2 separate regions of the Muntiacus reevesi genome follow, and region 2 is linked to region 1. The links are chromatin contacts, called in public Hi-C maps. All regions are on one chromosome and are shown on one strand. The core of a region is the stretch at or near the end of the contact, and the rest is flanking DNA. Distances in the headings are between cores, read along the strand shown.

Region 1 (5,261 bases), core at 1,504-4,003:
AATATTTCTTTCTTTTTGTTTTATTTGGCCGCACCCTGCAGCACATGGGATCTTAGTTTCCCAAATGGAACCCACACCCCCTGCAGTGGAAGCACAGAGTCTTAACCATTGGACTGCCAGGGAAGTCCTTATCTGGTATAATATTTGGAAATATATTCAAAGGACAATCCAGAATATATCCAAATATATTCAACGTGAATTAATTCACTTTTGTTTTTTGGCCACACTGTGTGGCTTGAGGGATCCTTGTTCCTGGACCAGGGGTTGAACCCAGGCTCTTGGCATTGAAAGCGAGGGGTCGTAACCACTGGACTGCCAGGGAATTCCCAGAATTAATTCACTTAAAAATTATTTATTTTTTATTGAGGTATAACTGATGTACATTATTATGTAAGTTTCAGATGTACAACATAGTGATTCACAGTCATAATTTTTTAAGGTTATAGTCTATTTATAGTTATAAAATATTGGTTATATTTTCTGTCTTATACAATATACCCTTGTAAGAATAAACTCACTTAAAAATATTTTTTGGAATACAGTTAATTTACTATGTTGTGTTAGTTTCAGATGTACAGCAAAGTGAATCAGTCATACATATACCCACTGTTTTTTAGATTCTTTTCCCTGTGCTATATAGTAGGCCCTTATTAGTTATCTATTTTATATATAGTAGTGTGTACATGTCAATTCCAATCTCCCAATTTATCTCTCCCTGCCGTGAACTCACTTTTATGCTACATTTGGTTCAGTGTCTTTCATGGGGAGAGAGAGGAAGATTCCACATGCCTGTGTGTTTGGGCTAACAATTTATCAGTATCTATGTACTTAATGTTCTCCTCTGCCTTCAAAAAGCATCCCTTGGTATTACAGGGTTTATGTGTACCGCATAGGAAACTTTGACTTCTGAAAATTTGTACTTAATGGCATATACAAATAAAATCAATGTTTTCTTGTTACTATTTACTATTGAGATGTGTGTTCAATAATTCCCCCCCAAATTAAAAAAGTTTTTGTAGTTTTCCTATAGTACTGTTACCAGTACTACATATTATGGTTCTATAGCTTTTTTTTTCCCCTCAGAACTTTTAAAACAAAACAAACTCCATGTTTTCTCCCCCCATCCAGTTAAATATTGGAGGAAAGCAGAACATAAACGTATATGTATATTTTGAAAGGCAAAGAAGCACAAAGAAAAGAATTCAGTAGAATAAGCCCCAGGTAGCCCTGCTCCAAGCTGGCAAGTTGAGCTTGTTGAATCAGGTGCAAGATTTTCCATCCCATTCATGTGGGAACAGAGGAAGAGAAAGGGGAGTGGGAAGAACACAGAGGGTACAGTGCTGATCCTTACGATCCTGGAGACATGGAGCTCTTGGAAGTGATGAGAACTACAGTGAGGTGATGAAAGAAAAGATTTCAAAGACGTAGTAGTGTAATGTACCCTGAAGCTAAAAGCAAAAGGGTCTGACTCCCCCCCTTTGATGAGAAGGCCATCAAAAGGTACTTGGGGATGCCTCCTGCTTCCTCGTTCACCATGCAGAGCGGTGGGGTGTGGGAAATCCTCACCTCACCATGTTGCAGCTGCTGCTGTTCAGTTGCTAAGTGGCGTCCAACTCTTAGCGACGCCATGGACAGTCACCCCCCAGACTCCTCTGTCCATGGGATTCCCCCGACAAGAATACTGGAGAGGGTTGCCATTTCCTTCTCCAGGGAATCTCCCAGACCCAGGGATCGAATCCGTGTCTCCTACTTGACAGGCGGATTCTTTACCACTGAGCCACTTGGGAAGCCCCTCACCTCACCATAGGTTGTCACAAAGGAAAAGGGGACCTGAAGCAGAAGCTGGGAGACCTGAGCTCACTGACTTTGGGTTCACAGCGCAACTGATACTTGAGGGAACTTCTGAGAGGACTGAGTGTATTAGCGTCTGGAAAACTGGGGGTTGAGAAGTGGTGTTCACAGCAGAGGAGTCAGGTGGGTCTCTGGTGTCTGACTTTGGGGATCTATGCTTGACAGACTTGATGGGGGCCACTATCTCAGCTTTAGGATTATAGCAACTGCCATTGTACTGTGTTTATGAATCAGGATCCTTGTATAGTTATCTCATTTGGTCATCACCTAAACCCAGTTAGAGTAATATCCAAGTTTACAGATGAGAAAACTAAGGCCCAAGAGATTAAGGTCACTCAGCTAGGGAGTGGGAGTATCAGTTTCTTCATCTGTAAAGTGAGTTAATGACAGAACCAGGCTCCATCGCCTGCTGACTTGTTACAGAATCGCTTGGAATAGTCAAGATCCGAGCAGATGCAAAGCCACAGGAATACAGGGGTCTCCTGTTAAGCCAATCTTGCCTCTTCCAGAGTTGAATTCAGGTTCGTGTTTTTTTTGTTTTTTTTTCAAGACTTCTAAAGCGCAGGCGCGGCGGGTATTTGGAAGGGGGCGGCGGGGGAGGAGACGGGAGGAGGTGGCGGCGCCCCACTCCTCTGCTCGCCCTCGCAGGCCACGGTCGCCCTCTGCCGACACAGGGCGGAAGAGCGTGGAGAGTGTATGTTTTCGTGCCTGAAAGCCGGCCAAGAAGCTCGCCGACCTATAGAGGGCGCCCGTAAGCGTGTTGAGTAACCCATTCAGCTGTCCCTTCCTCGAGCACTTCCTGTCTGATCTCTATGATCCATCCGGTTACGTCAAGAAAAGTTCCTGGAGCTTTCGATTTATCGTAAACAAAAGAGAGGCGCACCGACCCGGAAGTTGAAACTGGAGCAGGGGCGGGAGTAGCTCGGAGGGCCGGCAGTGAGGGGGCCAGGTGGGAGTAGCTCCGAAGGCCCGCTGTGAGGGCCCGGGGGAAGCCGTAGCCATGGCGGTGGCTGTGGCCATGGCGGGAGCCGTACCCGGGACAGAGCTAGGTCCCGCGGAAGAACTCGCCAAACTCGAGTACCTGTCTTTGGTGTCAAAGGTTTGCACCGAGCTGGACAATCACTTGGGTATCAACGACAAGGATCTGGGTGAGTCTGCGGAGGTCCGTGCGGCCTCTGGGTTTGGGTTCGAGGAAAGCGGAAGGAGACAGGGGGTTGATGGGTCGAGCGTGTGGGTCCGTTTGTCTGTCACAGAGACTTGGCCCGGGGCACCAGCGGCCGTGGCCCCCTTTTGAGAATTCTCCAGGCCAAGCTGTTAGAAAGCTTTTCCCAGAACGTCAGTGAAACCCGGAGCGGCTGTCGCTGCTTGCTTCTCCCTTTGCCCCCCTGCTCCCCGCCCCGCCCCGCCCCGTCCCCCAGCCCCAGATAGTTAAACAGCATTAACAGCAACAGCGTAGAGTCACATGATGATGATGGTGATGATGATGTTGATTTTCATGGCAGCCACTTACTGAGTTCTCACTACGTGCCAGATATTATGCTTAGTGTTTTACTTTAGCTTATTTGCTCTTCATAGCACCCTGTGTGATAGTATTTTCTGTTTATAGATTAGGAAAACAAGGCTCTGAGTAATTAAGTAGCTCTCTTCAAGGTCACATATCAAATGTGTGTGAGCCTGGTTTGAAATCCAAGTCTGTAACTTTTAACTGTGCTCGTCACCATTCATGCTTATACTGTCTCTGAAGCACCAATGTGTAGTGTCTCTCAAACACTAGACGTCTTGGGACAAAATGCACATGCGGAGAATACAAACTGAGGAAATGGAGAAGACTAGGGCCTCACAGCTCAGGCTGCAGGCAGGTGGAATCCTTGTGGAGGCAGAGGGATGCATGGGGTCTAGGGCATGGGTGGAGGAATTGACTTGATAGGCACAGGGATGCTTCATTTTAACCGGAAGGAGGGCAGAATGTGATTTTAAATACAGATGGATTTAGGGGTAGGTGGTAGGGAGATGAGGGAGAGAGTTCCCATTTGACAGTTCTGTTTTCTAAATGAAGATAAAGTCATCAGTTGGAGAGATGGAAGAAAGGGACACATGCATGAGGAAGAGGGGTCAGGGAGGTTAGAAGTATGATCTAGGGTAAGATACATAGTTTCTCTGCAGCTGTTTTTTCTTATCTGTGAAATAGGGATGATACTGTGTTCTTCACAGGGTTACCTGTGTATTTTAGTTCACTTTTCTCTTGCCTGTCAAGAAGATGTGCCTATCTTGTGTAATTTTTTCTCAGTTTACTCTTTTTTTGATAATGAGGTGATAGACTGGTCAGTTTGCTGTCTCTCTGGGTAATATGTTCCTTCATTCAGCAAATGTTCATTGAGCTGGGGGATTAGGAATAGAGTAGAGTACAAGTGGGCTTATATTGTTTCCCTCTCTTTTAAACTACAGAGTACGAATGCCTTGGCCCTTTTTAGAGGAAACAAAAAGTTTTTGGGACCAAAACTGCCCCAGCTCCACCTCCACAGGCCACTTGGAAGTCCACGTTGTCACCTGCTATAGATTGGAGGTTTCAATGACCCCCTCCTTGGGTTTGATTAATTTATTAGAGCAGCTCACATAACTCAGAGACACATTTTACTAACTGATTTATTATAAAAGGATGTAACAGCTAATTGGAAGGTATGTAACAAGGAGAGAGGAACTCCCGTGCTCTCTGAGTGCCCCACTCTCCCTGACCCTCCATGCATTCACCAACCTGGAAACTCTCCAAACCCTCTCTGGGTATTTATGGAGGCCTCATTGTATGAGCACGCACACATTAAATAGGCACAGCTTGAATTGTATAGGCACAGCTGATTAAGTCATTGGCCATTGATGATGTTGTTCAGTTGCTAAGTCATGTCTGACTCTTTGCGACCCCATGGACTGCAGCACGCCAGGCTTCCCCATCCTTCACTGTATCCCAGAGTTTGCTCAAACTCATATCCGTGGATGAGTGATGCCAGCCAACCATTGATGACTGAACTCAATCTCTAGCCTTTCTCCCCTTCCAGAGATCAGGGTGGGGCTGAAAGTTCCAGCGGTCTAATCCTTTGATTGGTTTCCTTGACAACTAACCCTCATCCTAGTTACGTAGGGGCTTTCCTGCGGTTATCTCAGAAAAGTAAAAAAAAAAAAAAAAAACAACTTATTCTCTGCATTTAGGAAATTCCAAGGGTTAGGAGCTCCACTCCAGGGATGGAAACTAAATATGTGTTTCTTCTTATAAATCACAGCATCACACTGTTAAACACAGATTTATAGAACCAGTAACATTAAAAATAGTAATATAGGAAAAGTGTGATTGCCAGAGTTGGTTTTAGTAACAAAAAAGCTAAATTGCCAAAGTTGGTTTTCATAACAGAAAGTTATAT
Region 2 (5,261 bases), core at 940-3,439, 230 kb before region 1:
GGAGAAAATGGAGAAATTTCCTATATTCTTAAAGGTCTTCAGCTAAGAAAAGCAGCAACTTTAATAGCTTAACCTTAACAGACAACAATTTTTTTTCTCCTTACCATCTTAAGGTCAATTCATTTGCATAGGATATAGTGGATATACAAGAATTTCAAATTAATAAACTTTCAACTTACCATATTGGACACTCTAAGATTTTCTGCATAGCATTAAGGACATTTTGTACTTCCTCAACATGATCCACAGATAAATCCATTTCTTCCTGTTCCAATGAACTACATAAATCACTTTAAAAGGGTTATATAAACAGCAGTTTAGTTTCATTAAGTGATATTTAAGATTGGAATGCTTTAGAATCAGACCATAGAACCAATGACCAAAGCCTTATTTTTAAAAAAATTCTAAACGTTTTGTGTAATTAAGACCATTTCAATTCTGTTTGTGCCCATCTAGCCTCCAACCATTTCCTTTTGATTTTTTTCGTTCTCCAAGAAAGGGAAAGCCACAGTGGGATGATACAGTGGGGTGAGTGGTGGTACCCTCCTAATTCTTCAATCATCACAGTTGTTTTCTTTCTCGCCCTTAAAATAAAATCAACACCAACCAACGCTCCAATCCCTGTCCTTCCCCAGATTTTCCCACTGGCCTATACTCAGGATTCTCCTCAGGCACATCGGTACCAGCAGCACCTGGGCCTACGGAGGTTCCTCCCTCTACTCCCTTCTGGCCCCTTCACAGAAGCTCACAAGTATCCAGCTCTTAAGGGCTCTGCCTCGTACAAAGTCCTTTCTCCTCCTCTTCCCAGATACATTCCTGCCCCCGTTTTCCCTCAGGGTCCCTTTCTCAAATATACCAGCTCGTCTTTTTATACCATCTTGTCCCCCTCAGGACCCATCAGGATTCCCCCAAGGACACACCCTGCCCCCGCCCTTATCATCTGCAACTCCCCCAGATCCCGTGACACACAAACAGCCCCTCTCCCCACGACTTCCACAGATTCAACGTCTTAGGCTTCTCAGGTTCCACCTTCCGCCCGCCCCCCACCCGATAACATCCGTCTTGCTCGCCTTCAGGAGTCACCTCTCCCCGGCTCTCCCCACACCTGTTTACTGCCCCAGAACACCCCACGGGCCGCTCTCCCTTCCCCACGGTTCTCTCACCTTTCACCCAGAACAAGAGATCCGGGTTTCCTGGACCCAAGGCCCACTTCTCTGAAAAAGCCCCGGGACAGTCCTCGGTTCGGAGAGCTCACACCGCGCAGTCGCAGTTTCAACTAATCCGTAATTCCCGCGCTTTATTGTTGCCACGGAAACCGGCTGCTGCCGCGAGCAAGAGCCTCTCAGAACGCGAGAACCGGACACGTAACCGAAGGGCGGAGCAGAAAGTGCTGAGTCTCTCAGGGGCTCCCGATTGGTCATCCATTTTTTCCCTCTTTACGTAATTAGAAAGAGACGGAAGAGACCAAGTTCTCCCGGAGTTTTTCTAATAGGCGCCCTCCCTCTCACTTCAACGCTTCCAGTTGAGGGTTATTACGTCACAGTGATTGCCGTACTAACGTCGAGATCGCTCCCTGGATCCCGAATAGGAGCTCATGATAGTGCCTAAAACAGTCGCAGGAAGAGGCCCAGCACCCTCACCCTTTCCGCCGCAATGGGAGTTTCAAGTTTAGGTAAATAATAGGGTTGTAAGGGAAAAACTACGATATCCAGCATGCATTGCGGATCGAAAGGCCTTGGCCACAGTGTTCCTTGGAAACTGTAGTCTTATGGAGAGGAACTTCCGATACGGGAGGCAGACACGAGTCTAACGACAACTCAGCTGATAAACTGAAGAGCTCCAGAGCGCTTATGCATGTCAACAGATATGGATTGGAGTGTTATGTTTTCGTATGTCGAGAGTGGATAATAGGCTAAAGAACCTACAAGTCCTAGTAAGACTACAGTCCCCATCCAGCCCCGCGAGTCGTCCTCTAAGGTCGGTGACCTAAAGAAATGCAACGGGCGCGTTTTTTTACCTGGGAAGGGGAAATCATCCGGGGTCCCGGCCCACGGCTGCGCACTCGCAGTTCCGCCCCTTTGCCCCGTGTTTGTTATTGTTGTGAGGGTCAAGCTCCTCCTGCCCCGCCCCCGCCAACTTATTTTCGACCAATCAGTGGGGCTGTAGTTTTGAGGGACACTTGGTAAGAACCAATCATCTTGTCGAAAACTCAGATAACCTGGGGACTAGGCCCTGTCTCTGTCCGCCATGTTAGATTCACCCAGCAGGAATAGCAGCAGAGCTGGCAGCGAACGGTTCTTGCATTGGCCTCCGGCAGGCGCCCCCCGGGGGCGGGAAGCTGGTAAGGAAACAACTGCGGTTACCTAGGGGTGGTGTCACGTCTCACCGAGAGGACTTGGGGAAGTTTACGGGAGGAAGCCTCCAAAGGAGAAGGGCGACTTCTTCCGTGACTTGGACAACCGATCTTTCAGTGACCTGATGGGAGATCCGTTCGTGTTCTGAGGGGCCGAGGGGGCGGATACCACAGGAGGGACGGAGGGTCCGTGGTGCAGAACGCCTAGCTTCTGGTGAAGGACCCCAATACTCCCCAGGACAAAAAAGGCCTGGGCAAAGGAAACGAGAGAGTTCTCAGGGGGTGGTGACACACTCCTGGGGACAAGGAGTGCTAGGAAACGATAACTGGAAGACTAGGATGAAGTCTGCAAGGAAAAAAAAAAAAGATGACATTGCCCACACAGCCTCCTCACTCCCCCTCATCCCACTTTTGGGGAACCTCGTAAGGAAGTCGTCTTGTTCAGGGACCTCTGGTATTGAAAGGGCCCCGTTTTTCCTTTTTATTGAACACACAGCTTTCAGGTCACACATTTTAACTCCAGGATAGGCCTCAGGTGGAGACAGTAATCAAAGCTCAGGTTCCAGGTCAACTTCGTTAAAGGGATGTTTGAGATCCTGGTAAAATCGACTTAGAGGAAAAGCTGACTTGTGCCAGGGAAAGGTGAGCCGGAACATGAATTTGATATAATCCAGTTAATAATGAAAGCTGGAAGCCTAGGCCCCAGCTACCCGACTTAGTCGACTAATTACAGTGACAGAGGACACTAACCACAGCTTTGTCACAAGTTCAAGACAATACTCTTGCTGAAAGAATTTCACATCCAAGGCAAATAAATAGGCGACTCTTTATAAAGACCTGGCTATAGTCCAGCTAAACTAGAATCTCCCACTTCTGTTTTCACCTCCCTAGTCAGCCAGCTGGATGTGTTCCAACGTATCTAAACTTGTTTCCAGTTGTGTAATTTGAGAAAGAGGGAAGAAGGTTAGCTTCCTTTTGGATTCTCAAAAGTGTGGAAGTGTGTTTCTCAGAAGTTGAAAACTGAGAATGTGTTTTAGAAGATCGAATTTTGGCAGAGTGAATTAGTCAGTCGCCCCGATTTTTTTGCCCATGATTGTGGGGCATTGACAGGAGTTTTGTCCAAATTTTAAGGACCCCAAGAATTGCATTCTGTGTGAATGAGATACTGGATGTCAGCAGGATTGGTGCCAGAAACTATTTTGATAATGCTCTTGGCTCTAGGTAGAGACAGAGAATGGAAAAAGTTGGGAGATGTTTGTGTTTGGATTTACAAAAAAACCCCTCAAATCCCTGATTCTCAGTTCAAGGTCCTTTTTAATGACAGTCTCACAGTTGTATTGTTTCACAGGGCAGTTCATTATACTGTGGAAAACAGCACTATGTCAGGTTCTAAAGGCTGATTTATATAATAATAACTTTCATATTTAAGTACTGTTTTCAAAGAACCAGCATACACATTTTTACTTAATCCTTAAGATAGTGTTGTGAGGTTAGCAAAATGGAGATCTCAGGCTTATTTTACAGGTTCAGAAACTGAAGCTCAGAGTTTAAATGACCTGCTCACACTTATATGGCTAGTAATGTGCCAGAACTGTCTGGAATCCAGCTTTTCTAAACCACTGTGCTCGCTCCCTTCTTCGCTGTAAACTCCTGAGACTTAATCTTGGTCCTCTGCAGTGTCCGTGCCTGGAGCAGAATCTGAATCTGTAGGTGCTTAGTCAGGATTCATTGATGAATATGTTTTTAAAAAAACATGAAACATGAAAAGGCTGTTCTTTTACATTACAACTTATATTTAGATTTAAACTATTTTGTAAAGTCATAAAAAACAATCTTAACAATTTGTAAGTAAAATTCTTATCTTTGAGAGGTAAAACCCTCAATTATTTTATGGATAAAATGATGGCTGTCAAATAATCCAGTAGAACGACTTCCCTAGCAGTCCAGTGGTTGAGACTCCATGCTCCCATTGCAGGGGACAGAGGTTTGATCCCCATTTGGGGAACTAAGATCCTGCATGTGGCATGATGTGGCCAAGTAATAAAAACAATAATAATAATCCGGTAGGGAAAGGCATTGCTATAACAAGATTAGTCCTGAGTTGATGGTAATTATGAAGACAGTCGATGGGTCTTTCAGCGTTCATTGTATATTAATCTCTTTTCTTTTGTAAAGGTTTAAATTTTCCCATTAATAGATTTTAAACATTAGTTGACTATAGTCAATCCATATTGGGGGGATGGAAGAGTATAGGTGAAATGAGGGTAACTTTGAGTTGATGGTTATAGTTAGATCATCAATATTCTCCACATTTATGTATATTTGAAATTCTCCATAAAAGAAAAAAGTAGACTGCCAAAAAAAAAAAAATGAACTTGAATAAAGGGTGTTGAATGCTACACCTGTGTAGTTTCTTGGCTAGTGTTTCAGCCTCTAAATTGTTAAAATAGATCTAATACAGAACCTAGGTTGCTCAGTTTAGGAAAAGGCATCTTTTCCAAGAGAAATTTATTAGAATATCTCCTTCAAGCTTTAGGAATATAAATTCCCCAAGGCTAGAGTCCTACTCTTACTCATCTTGGTATCCTACTAGTAGATATGTAACAGCAGGTGTCTGTTTAATTAAGCAGTCATCATAAAGTTCATAAAATCCAAAGGATTTTACAAATGTTAGATGATTTCTATGAATGTGACCAAAATTTACATTCTCTTTGCAAACATATGGAAGTGAGATTTGTTTTAAACCACCTCAGTTCAGTTCAGTCGCTCAGTCGTGTCCGACTCTTTGCGACCCCATGAATCACAGCACACTGGGCCTCCCTGTCCCTCACCAACTCCGGAGTTTACTCAAACTCATGTCCATTTAAACCACCTACTAGACTGTAAATAGCAGAAGAGCAGGGACATT

What was found. A called contact is a pair of places that touch in the nucleus more often than the background predicts.
Region 2: a Hi-C map of muscle shows a contact between it and region 1, with 10 times the contacts expected there. The contact joins the promoter of NBR1 here to the promoter of DHX8 in region 1. A contact is called at or near these places in 2 of 3 Hi-C or Micro-C datasets (blood and muscle).

What each region holds. Positions count from the first base shown.
Region 1 is chr18:19,109,254-19,114,514 of mMunRee1.1, reverse strand. It overlaps DHX8 (DEAH-box helicase 8), which reads left to right and starts at 2,753. Exons shown (of 23, transcript XM_065909077.1): 1 at 2,753-2,999. The coding sequence starts at 2,852.
Region 2 is chr18:19,333,708-19,338,968 of mMunRee1.1, reverse strand. NBR1 (NBR1 autophagy cargo receptor) reads left to right here and starts at 2,189. Exons shown (of 21, transcript XM_065908766.1): 1 at 2,189-2,341. BRCA1 (BRCA1 DNA repair associated) reads right to left here and starts at 1,273. Exons shown (of 23, transcript XM_065908767.1): 1 at 1,164-1,273; 2 at 180-290. The coding sequence starts at 259.